2 separate regions of the Arabidopsis thaliana genome follow, and region 1 is linked to region 2. Evidence: chromatin contacts called from public capture Hi-C data. All regions are on one chromosome and are shown on one strand. The core of a region is the stretch at or near the end of the contact, and the rest is flanking DNA. Distances in the headings are between cores, read along the strand shown.

What was found. Capture Hi-C pulls out chosen DNA fragments and counts their contacts.
Region 1: a capture Hi-C map of shoot shows a contact between it and region 2, with 3 times the contacts expected there. The contact joins the promoter of NADP-ME2 here to the promoter of EMF1 in region 2. A contact is called at or near these places in 1 of 26 Hi-C or Micro-C datasets (root), 1 of 2 datasets of contacts at active chromatin or transcription factors (shoot) and 2 of 3 other capture datasets (root and shoot).

The regions. Positions count from the first base shown.
Region 1 is chr5:3,749,679-3,755,490 of TAIR10.1, reverse strand. It overlaps NADP-ME2 (NADP-malic enzyme 2), which reads right to left and starts at 1,400. Exons shown (of 19, transcript NM_121205.4): 1 at 893-1,400; 2 at 564-684; 3 at 393-467; 4 at 127-278; 5 at 1-51. The coding sequence starts at 1,035. It overlaps AT5G11660 (NEP-interacting protein, putative (DUF239)), which reads right to left. Exons shown (of 5, transcript NM_121204.1): 4 at 5,650-5,784; 5 at 5,174-5,560. The coding sequence ends at 5,174.
Region 2 is chr5:3,692,677-3,698,669 of TAIR10.1, reverse strand. It overlaps EMF1 (embryonic flower 1 (EMF1)), which reads right to left and starts at 2,878. Exons shown (of 8, transcript NM_121191.4): 1 at 2,505-2,878; 2 at 1,436-1,611; 3 at 1,148-1,323; 4 at 948-1,067; 5 at 815-868; 6 at 1-725. The coding sequence starts at 1,530.

The DNA of each region.
Region 1 (5,812 bases), core at 151-2,650, 58 kb before region 2:
ACTTGGATTCCTCTCTGGGGCCAGTTCTTCAAAACTTCAAGAATCTTGCCCCTAAAGAACATCCATTCACATTAGTTTAAAGAAACAAAATGGAACCGACCTGGTTAAAGAGATTTTAAAACACACTTCTCGTTCAAACTGATGTAGAGACCCTGTGGCTTCCTGAAAATGCTCCCATACTTCTGGCAAGCCTCACCAACTGTTGGTGTGTACACAACTGGAAGCAACTCCTCAACGTTATCAATCAAAAGCTTGTAGAACAACCTCTCGTTCCTTTCCTGCAAGATTCAGATACATAAGCCACCAGTTGTAAGAAAAGAAAAACTAACCAAACAAAGCTTTGGACACATTCTCTACTCTACTAAACATGAATTCGAAGAACAATCACTGACCTGAAGATCCATCAGGGCCATGTAACGCTGCAGAGGAACAGTGTACTGACGGAGATTGTGCATCACCTTCCTCTCCTAATAAAATCACCCACAAAACAGAAGTTAACACAGACAAAACCCAACTCAAAAACTAAACAAAAGTGAGTTCTTTTATATAAAACCTCAAGTTACCTGAACATCCTGACTCAAAATCACAGGGGGAAGAAGACCAGTTAAGTAATGAGCATCTCTTTCTTTATCAGTAAACGCAAGTCCCTTGTTGTATCTCGGATCACGCATCAATGTGTAGCCACTGAACAAAACAAAAACATTTCAATCCACTATAAGCCCCACAGAAAAATCGGAACTTTAACAAGAAGAAACACTAAGTTCATATTTCACAGAAGTTGGTAAGTTTAGAAACTTAAAAAAGCAAACTTTACTTAGCTGAAGCAATTGTGATGGATCACAAAAAGTAAAACAAAAGGGTATGATTGAGATCTAAAGGTGGGTTGACTCACCTAGCGACAGAGGTAACCCAAGGGGTGACAAGCTGGTCCAAGGTGGCGGAATCCTCACCGTAGACGTCAGAAATACCACCGCCGACGCCGGATCTGTTATCGGCGACATCCTCACCGGGTAAATCAGTCGGAGTACTTCCCATATCTCTTCTGAGCTAATACAAACAGAGGAAGCAAAGTTTACGGAGTAGTAGATTGATGATGAATAATGAGCAAGAAGATATTTTGTTTATGTGGAATGATGATGAAAGACAGAAGTGGAGGATAGTGGATTTATATAGGCCAGAGGAAAATGAGACCCACAAGTTTGAAATGAAAAGTCTGAAAATTGGAGCTTATTGTCAAACAGTGAAGAAGAACGTGGACGGAGTCATCCTTCGTCGTAGGTCCCTCTCTTCATCCATTACCTCGTGTAGACAACTTTCACTTTTTCATTATTGGTTATTTTTTCCCACCAAACATATAACAAATTTAATAAAAGTTTAAGAAACATGTAAGCCACTTTCATTTTGAGATTAGATATGTGTAGACTTCTATAAAACTCGGTGCGATATTACATTATGAATTGTTATTTATGTAAATGATTCTTTTCCCCTTTTTTTTATTTTTTTAAATGTACGAATATACGATGATAATAGAAACAAATCATAATAATTGTACAATGTCACAAATCAAAGGGAAAAAAAAAACAAATAATTGTATTTGAGGCTGCGGGAATGTTGTCGGAGGATCAAACTTGGCAGCCATATTGGACCCCCCAACTTGAATTTATATAAGTCAACAAGATTTTTTTTAATACTAATTTAAGAAGAGTGAAATTTTCAAATAAACTATTACAGAGAATAAACCCACCTCAAATAGGTACCGAACTGTCATTTTTAGTGTATGTAATAGTAAAAACCCACCTCAAATAGGTACCAAACTGTCATTATTAGTGTAAGGAATGCTTAAAGTCTATTAGTAATAATTTAATTTAACGATCATGGATAAGGATTGCTGCTAGTGCATGGATTGAATTAATTATTCATTAGTCGTAAGCACATATGTCCGATTTGAAATAAGCATTTTTTTTGTTTTTGTTTTGCAGTGAATTTCAATAGTTTTAAAATAAGAAAGCATTGAGGTTTTCTTGCTCGCCTTTTATTGTCTCCACTTACTTTTCGATTGACCAATATTTGGTTTTCGCTTTTTTTTTATTTTGCAGTCATTCCAATATTTGTCTTGCGTTCATACAAAAAGTAAGCTAAGATGGACCAAGACGCGTTTATAGTTGCTAAAAGCTCATATTTTCTAGAACATATTAGGGAATCCTCGACTCCAACATGTTCATTTTCTTCACCAACTCCTATATTTTTCAAAGTTTACTTTCTATATATGTTTCATTTTTTTGACCCCTTAATCCTCGCTTCTCACTTCTATAAAGTCAAAAGGCTTGCTATATAACATAATATCGTCTATTTCGTATTTTCTCTGTCATAATAAAACGTCACCTTTAGATTAGAAATTTAAAGTGGTATCAGCGTTATCCCCTTTTACCCTATTTGGGTTTAGTAGAAATATTTCTAAAAAGTAAGTAGTTATGCGACATTCTAAGTGGAAAAAGCTTATATCTAATGATATGTTTAATTTTTTGAAATAAGATTAAAAGAAAACAAGTTGAAAAAAACTATGCAAAATATATGGAAAACATAAGCAAGTTATAAGAAAAATAGTTAGAAAATGTACAAGCGCCCGTTTTGTAGAAGCTTAATTTATGAATCTAGAAATTGTAAATCATAAATCTACATATCTAGAACTGTACTTAGACAAAAGGTTCTTGAAGATTTTTGTGTTTAGCTGAGATCCAGTTCAGCTTAGCTCTTATCTGAGATTTTTTTAAATTTCGAGTTTGGTAAAGAAGACACAATTAAATAAAACCTATATTACTAATAATAAATCCATCATCTAGAATCGACCCTAGCTATCAGCCTATCACCAACCAATGAAAGAGTCCCTCATGAGAAATCCTCACATACCGATGCATGACATGTCAGTATGCAGAAACTGAGGAAGAAGATCCATAGCCATTGCGATGAAGCTTTTGCCGTCTTTGTTGTCAAGTGAATCTAGAGATTTAGCGTATGCTTCCGAGGATGTGTTTGAGACCATGGGAAGATTTCGTAAGCGATATGTTGTCAAGTTGAGTGCTATGATGGCTTCTTTGTTTCGGTAATACCGGAAAGGAATTTGTTTCGATTATACGATTAAGATTAAACTTTCTTGAAATTTTTTGTGTTTAGCTGAGATCCAGTTCAGCTCTAAAACACAGTTAAATAAAACATGTCTGACTATATATCTCTCTCTCTCTCCATTTCGTGATCACTAACTCTTTTTCCTGTTTTGAATCGTTAGATTCTCTGTGTGAAAATTAGGGTTACGGTCTTTTTAGGGCAAAAGAGTACTGGCCGTTGGTTTTTGTAGAGACAATTGATATTGTTTTCGTTGAATAAAAATATATAATGTGTATTTACAAAAGAAAACTAAATCTACTGTGTAAAATCAATGTACGTTAAATCTTCTTTAGTTTTAATTATAGTTCCCTGTTATGAGTTTTTATTTTTTCTTCTGATCACAAATTAGAAACTTAAACGAACAAGACATAAAACAATACGAGGATTTACTTTAATGACACCAAACCCCTGCGTCCGTGTATTTAATGGCATGGCCCGCTATCAAACTTAGACTTTACAACAAAGTTATGATCAAAGGAGGAGGACAAGTTCATGTGATACTTTCAAGCAATTTGTGAGCAAAACCTATAACAATTGAACCTAAATAAACGCCATGATTTCTGTACTGGAAATCAAACAACATTCATGTAACAATACTCTACTTGTTTGTCATTACTCATTATCTTCTCTAGAATGGTGCACAAGTTTGATAGCGGCATGATGGTAAATACAAATTAAAACAAGTTCCACAGCGATCACTGCTTTGAACGGTTTCAGTGACTTCGCGTGATGTAAGTTATTGAGACTCGTCTTGGATCGTATGCTCGTGCCAACTACGTATCCAAACCAAAATCGCATCAGTTTTTAGGCGATCATCGCTCTTTTGGGAAGATTTCCTCCCAATAAATTCCTTTTAAATTGACGCATGTTTTTTTTGTTGGACTCAATTGACGCTTGTTTTTTACTTGCTAGTTGTATTTGTGTTTACTTTATTAGTTTTTTTTTGTTGTTTTTCTTCTTTAATACTAGATTTTCGATATTATGCCATATACCATAGATTTCCATTTTAATATATGCTCGCTAGTCAGTCAATATCATGCTTTGGTTGCATGTGAGGGATATAACACATTACATGATATACTCAGTCGCTATTATGCTTTGGGTTTCTTTCTCTTTAATTACTGAAATTAGGGCTGGGTATTCGGGTATGCTGGTCAGGTTCAGGTAAAATCCGATCGGGTAAAATCCGATCGGGTATGTGTCTTTCGAGTAAAGAAGTTTAGCATTTAATAGGGTAAATCTAAAGTATCGGTTTGGTTTTGGTTCAGGTCTAATCGGGTTCGTGTCGGTTCGGGTATATAATTTCAAAACTGCTGAATACTCGAAAAAATTAGGTATCCTTCGGGTTCAGATATTTTATATCCTTATAGTTGAAACTTTATTCAAATACACGAAATTTTATCCAAATACCCGAAGTTTTTACCCAAGTAGCCAAAAATTCACCAAAATATCCGAAAATTTTACCCTAATACCAAAATTTACCCAAAAAAACCAAAATTTTGTCTCAATATCCAAAAAAATTATAAGTATCTTGCATATAAATACAAATGCATTTAGTTATTGGTAATTCTTTTTGGATATTTGGATATAAATGTATTTAGTTCAAATATTAAATATACAGTAAGATTGTATATGTATAAATCTACGAATAAGTATATGTAATCTTGGGTAAACGAATATCCGTTTGGGTATCGGATTTTATCTTATACCCACAAATATGATCATTTAAGACCCAATAGAATAAATAGCTAATACTTGTACCCGCTTCGAATCAGCTTTTTTTATCGGTTTCGATTCGGGTTTTCAAGTCCTTGATTTTTTGCCTAAACCTAACTGAAATCATGAATTCGTTAATCAACTAATGGAAATATAGCAACTTTGTAGTAAACCAAATATACTAATGATCAGAGCATGTAGGAAACACAAATCCTGATACATAGATATTGAAGAGAAAACATTAAGTCCAAATTATTTATTTATTCTAATAACCGAAAACATCATTTTTGTAATATTAGATTCCACAAGAGTTACCCCCAGGTCCACCATATGTGAACAAATTGGATTCTTTAAAAAACTGCTTCTTTCCATCTTTTAAGCCATAACATTTGTTGTCGTCCAATAGTTTTTCTAACTTCAGTTTCTTACTATATTTAAAATCAGAATGTACTATTTGGACGCCTTTAACGTGTGCAGACTTATTTTCATCTTCACTTGGTAGTTGACCATTACCCATTGGTGGACTTATACCAGAAGGAGAAGCCTGGACTGCTCCTGCAACTCCAACCATGTCTACACTATTACCTATAAGATCAAATAGTTCTTTTGGCCAATAACCAATATGCACATCTGGTCTGTCATATCTTACATCGGTTACCCACCAATTTCCTATATCTTTTTCCTTCAATATATAGTTAAAAAGACCTACATGTCAAATTTGATTTACCAACATAACATATTTGCTACTAAAATGTAATGTATGTATATTACCTGTACAATGCTAGCATAAACAGCTCTTTCTTGTCCTTTGTGTGGATATGGAAAAGGTGCACTTAAAAGATCAGTTTTTGACACTTGAACAAAACCCGGACATATTGTATTATAACAACCAGTTCCATTGGCACCCTGCCAATATTTAATCTTAATATATTAA
Region 2 (5,993 bases), core at 1,629-4,128:
GAATAAAGAGTGCGCAGGAGTTGATCTCTTACTAGGATCTGCATCATGCTCCTTGATACCTTCTTGTGAAGTTTCACAAGGAAGTGATGGTACAAACTCGTCAACAACCTGAAATCTTCTGTTTCTCTGCTTACCCTTAAATGGAGTTCTGTCAAACCCACTATCAGTTGATTCACTATTACCTTGATCAGAGTCACAACTTTTGGAAGCATTTTCAGAGGTTGCACCCATTGTACTCAATATCCGGCTGACATAATTGTTTTCAGGTAACAACTTTCTTTTTCGACCTCTAACTGATTCCTTCTTCAAAGCAGACTCTTCTTTTCTGATGTTACTACCACCACTGGTTTTTGTATTACCAAGCAACTCACTGAGTAGACGAACCTTGCGAGATTTCCTACGCTGCAACCCACTCATAGCAAGATTTATACTTTCTGATGACCCGTTATCGCATTCCATCAGACCGCGAATGCCTTTATGATTCTTGGTTGCCTTAGGTGGTGTATCCTCAACCACACCAGCAATTTCAGATGAGCCGAACGTTGTCACAGCCTGATCCACATTTTGTTTCTCTTTCCAGCTGCTAATATCCATCGATGGTTTGTTTAGTTTTTCTTTAGATCTGTTGTTTCCTACCTGCTCCGGACTCACAAGCTTTCTGCTCTTGCTCCTAACATTAGAAGCACCCATAGGTCGACCACGTGCTTTCTTGAGAAACGTAGTAGCTGCAGTTGTTGAAGCTTTAAGAAATTAGTATTCCGCATCATGAGATCATCAGAGAAAACATAATTTGCTTGACCAGAGAAAACTTTACCTGTCTGATCATCATTCTCACAGTTTACACCCACTTTCTCCTCAATAGCATTATCTGAAAAACATGATAATACAAAATGATTAAGATTTTGCTATGGATTATGAAACTGAACCAAGACTCAGCAGATGCATACCTGCAATATCAGTTTTCTTTTCTTTCTCGTGATCAATGATAGTTAGCGAATTGAACTTGCTTTTACTTTCGATAACAGAAGAGTTTCCAATAGCTTTTGAGTTTGAATGCAGTCCACAATCTGCAAGCAACTCAAAATGCATAAGTTCAAGTAGACACGTCTTTAGACACATAAAAAACAATATTGGAAATGTGATATACCTTTTGGCCCATGAGCATCTATATCTTTGATGCAGCTCATACAATGCCACCATCTAAACTTTGGAACAGATAAAGTAGGAAGAGTATAGCTTTGTTGGTCTACTAAACTAACACTCTCTTCTGAAAACGGCCAACATTTTCTAAGGTCTCTCTCACGAGTTTCAGCTACGAATCCACTGCAGAGAAGAAAAACTGGTTATTCATGTCATTTCATCTTGTAGCTTGCTACTATATAAACATACTCTAGCAAGAGAGGTTGATGATATAAGGTCAACAAACTATACTCACCGCATGGAAAAATGATCACATTTCACCATATCAATCTCGTTGGCAGCACCTGCGAGATCTATGGATATTGAGTTGATCTTGATGGAAGATCCCATTGATTTGCTTGAAGGAGATAGATACTATGCCTCAGTGATGATTAACTTTCATACACCATTATACTCTCTCCGCAACTAGAGCTACAAAAGCAACACATCAAAACAAGTTATATAACACATCGTATAATTGTGCTTAATGATCACATTATTGTTGTATATCAAGACATAAATCTTAACTTTCCATATATACGACACCAAATATAACTCTAAATTTATTCAAGCAATAAATATAACTAATCTATAACATAGTGTTAAAGCATTTCACATGAATATCCCACATAAAATAACATTCATAACCAACATCAAACTTCACAATTACACGGCAAATAAAAAAAAATTAAACCCTAAGGTCTACATAAAATCAAGAATGAAATTCTATACTAGCATCTCAATTCAATTACGCTAATATAACAAAAAATTAATCGTGCAAGTGAATTTTATACATTTAACAATTAACATGTAAGTAAACCTAAACTTAGACGACCTAAAATTAGGGTTTTTCAGACAGACGAGAAACCCCAAAGCTGTAACCTTATCTACATGACCAGCAAAAGAAAAAAGAAGATCGGACCAGATTCAATATAATTTCGGAATTACAAAACCCAAGAAAGGTCAAATTATTAATCAGCGTAATTTAGGGTTTAAAATCAAAATTAGAACAAAATTAAAAGATAATAAACCACTTAAATTAACCGTATGTGATTAACAAAGATTAACCAAGACCCACCAATTAATACGGGTCAGATCTATCCGCACGTGAATAGTCCGTGAAGACGAAACCCCAAAAAAAAAAAAAAAAAAAAAAAGTAAGAACATCAAGAGTTTCCGAGGAAGATAGACGTATAAATGAACAGTGAAGCTTAAAAGACACGAAGTCAGCTACAAGTCAGACCAAATCTCAACCCAACAAGATCAAACCTTAGCTCAAACCTTAAATCGAAACACATCTGAGATTCATGTCGGAAACAACGCACCTGGGTTAATCCGACCAGAAATTAGGGATTAAAAGGGGTTGCGAGATTCGAGCTCGATCTTAAGCGGCAAGGGATAAAAACTATATCGGTAGATTGAGAAAGCTACGGAGAAGAAGATTAGATGAGCTTGAAGGATGGATTCGTCGGGAGATGAGTAGAATTTGACTGCGAATTTTCGAGAAACCCTAAGACGAAAGGGGAGGGAGAGAGAAAGGGGGACTTTTTTTTTTTTCCTATGGCTTGTAGAGAGAGACTGTTGGAGAAAGGAGAGGAGAGAGAAAGTGGAGCTCTCTTATCCTTGAAATGAGGGTTTTTTTTTTGTTTGGCTTTGCGTCGATATAAGGGTTTTAATTTCAATAAAATAATCTTTTTATTAATTTATTGTAATAATTTTATATTAAAAAAAGAACAACTCATCTATGGAACATGACAATGCCATGTCACCATCTGGTCTGCCTATTTCCAATTACACGAAACAAAGTTACGTATCTTTTTACTTCTATTGTGTACACGTATCTGTATTTGTACATCTCTGTATCTGTTCTTTGTATCTCTGTATCTGTCAAAAGTGAATAAAAGGAGAAAATTTTATGCATATGTTTAGTTAAGAAAGAAATCTGAGCATTAGTAGAAAATAGCTGGCTTAGGGGAACAGTATCCAGAAATTAAACAACAAGATTAAGTAAAAGATCTCAGTGTTTTTCTTTATATTAGGAAAGAACCCGATTTTTATTTAAATCGTATTAGACGTTTTTGTGTGTGATAGGATGGGGCACAAGAAACCAATGAGAATTAACCACGTGGCCGCAATGTGCGGTTCTTATCACAACCCATTTTTCACTTGTGTCCTGATGAAAAGAAAACCCTAGGCGCGTGGATGTCACGGCGTTTACTTTTCGCGTGTGGGCACGTTTCGTCCGTGGCGCGGAGAGGTAAGGAGCGTCGGCACATACGAAGGGGAGACATTGGAGCGTGTTGTTCACGCGAAGGGAAGAGAGAGTGGAGGAATTGAGGGACCAGTGAGATAAATAAAAGCCCTAAAAGCATGATAAAATTGTATGGGTAGGTGATGTTACCCTAGATGAGCCCATTTCCCCAATAAATGAATTATATATACATATATTAACCCTAACACTCTTTTTTCCCTTTCCAAAGTTTACCACAGTAAAAGTGTTAAAAAAAGTCTGGTTCACATAACCCTATTTAGTTTTTTTCTTAAAATATAATACAATAATCCTTAATTATTGTTATTGTACATGTACTATATAGATGTATTTTTTAATATTGGCTTCTGTTTTTTCGGTGGTAGAATCATCACATGGTACACCAACCTAATGGGATACCTATGATGTAAGCAAAGTTTAACAACAAAAAAAAACTTTGTTTTTCTTTAGACCTTTTGCATATTCGATATTTGATAAAGCAATTAATTGGATGTTGACTCTACTTTCGGAATTAACAATAATACGATTAGATAACTAATACAAATCTAGATTCGGGATTTAACTGTTCGACAGCGATTGTGTGTGTGTTTTTTTTCTTTACGTGGCTCTGTACGTACGTGTTGATACATATTAGAAGTAAGTATCGTTAAGTTGTGTTAACTATTATACAAATGTATAAGAATACTAAACCTTAGTGAAAATAAATTACTAGATCAAGTAAATTTTATATATTGCCTCGAAGAAAATAATAGTATACAGTTAGATAAGTGAATGACCTTTAGTGGGCTTTATCCTTTATAACACATTTCTCTCTCCTTGTTCCTGTATTTTTTAATAATATTCTTTCTTCGGTAAATTGTTTTTTTTTTTCTTAGTTTTTGTCGGCTTCGAGGTTTTATGATATAATTCTTTCCAGAGAAATTTAGGTTTGTTACTTTAGTCTATTTTAGGGGAAAAATATAATCTCCTTTTTTCTTCCCACTGCCATATATGTGATTTACTTTTGCCCCATAAGATCATTTTTTCTTGTTTGGCGCAATTAATTACGGGTTTGACAAATTGTGATGTATATACCAAAACGTGTTAATGATCCACTTTGAATTTTGGATGCATTATTTACTTTTATCACGAAAATAGCACACTATATACACCCCTCTAAAATTTCTAGATAATATTCATAATTTAATACCCAACTTTATGGAAAAGGAATTGAGCACATATTCGTAATGATCTTATCTTTTTGTATAAGATATATTAAGGGCGGAACGGAACCTATCTTCAACCAACCTAACATTTTTTCTCGACCGTATAAATCAAGATTCACATAGTTTTGAATATTATCTTCAAACGTATTTGTAACTCAAAAAAAGGAGATTATATTTATATATATATATATAAATTAATTGATACACTTTTAGGTCTGCATACGTGCACAACTGCACATAAGTAAGGTATATTACACAAGTTGATTAACACATTAGTATATAAATATATGTATGCAAAATATAGAGAGAGAAAGAGTGAAGCGGTAGCAAAGGGGAAATAAAAAAAGAGGACTTAAGATGAAAAAGGACAGCTTTAAGGAGATGCTTTGGCCACCAGCGATACCATCATTTAAGCTTTGCATGTGCCTCTCTGTTAGCATCTCGACAACCACATCAACCTTCTCTCTCTCTCCCCTTTTTAACTCTTGGATTTTTACTTCTTACACACACCCCAACATCATCATATCTATTTATTCATGTATTTATATGCTTATATACTCACTTTCATGCATCGATGTGTATCATTCATTATATTATGTTACAAATTCCTTTGAGTTCGTTTGATCTCCGTTATAAAAATACTTAATTTTCAACTCATAACTTCAGTTGGGAACCACAATCGTTTGGCTTTAATTGTTGATACGTCCATTAGATGATAACTTATCTCACTTGGTTAACCATTTTTTATTTGTTAAATTAACCTAAGTTCTCTATTAGATGTATCTATTATCAGCGATTATTTAATAACCCGATGAACCTAATGTTGGAACCTTGGAAGTCTTTTTATTCATCGACAACAAAATATTAGATTTTACCCAAAAAAAAAAAATGTTAGATACATTCTGTGAAGAAAGCTCACTTGATGTTTATTTTGGAAAATTAATTAGTTCTGAATCAATACTAATGACCTATATATGTTTTCACATATACATCAACGATTGATTCTAAAGCTAAAACAACAGTATATCGAATATCTGAAGTTTCGTAATTATAAAGAAGTGTTAGATGATAAGAGTTTCTTCAGCTTAAGGGTGAACACCAGATACGAAGAGATCACTTTAGAGGCAGACTTGAAAATAAAAATGCTCATTAATCAAGTAAGAGTGGTAATATTGCCTGTTGATTTGCTTCGTGGGCCATATAAAGACTATTCAGATATTGGAAAAACACGTATTTAATTATACACGCATTCTCTGTGGGCCATTGAAATTCCTTATAAGCATTCGAGCTAGATAGAAAATATAATGGGTGTGATACGTTTAGACACCCAGGTTGCGTAC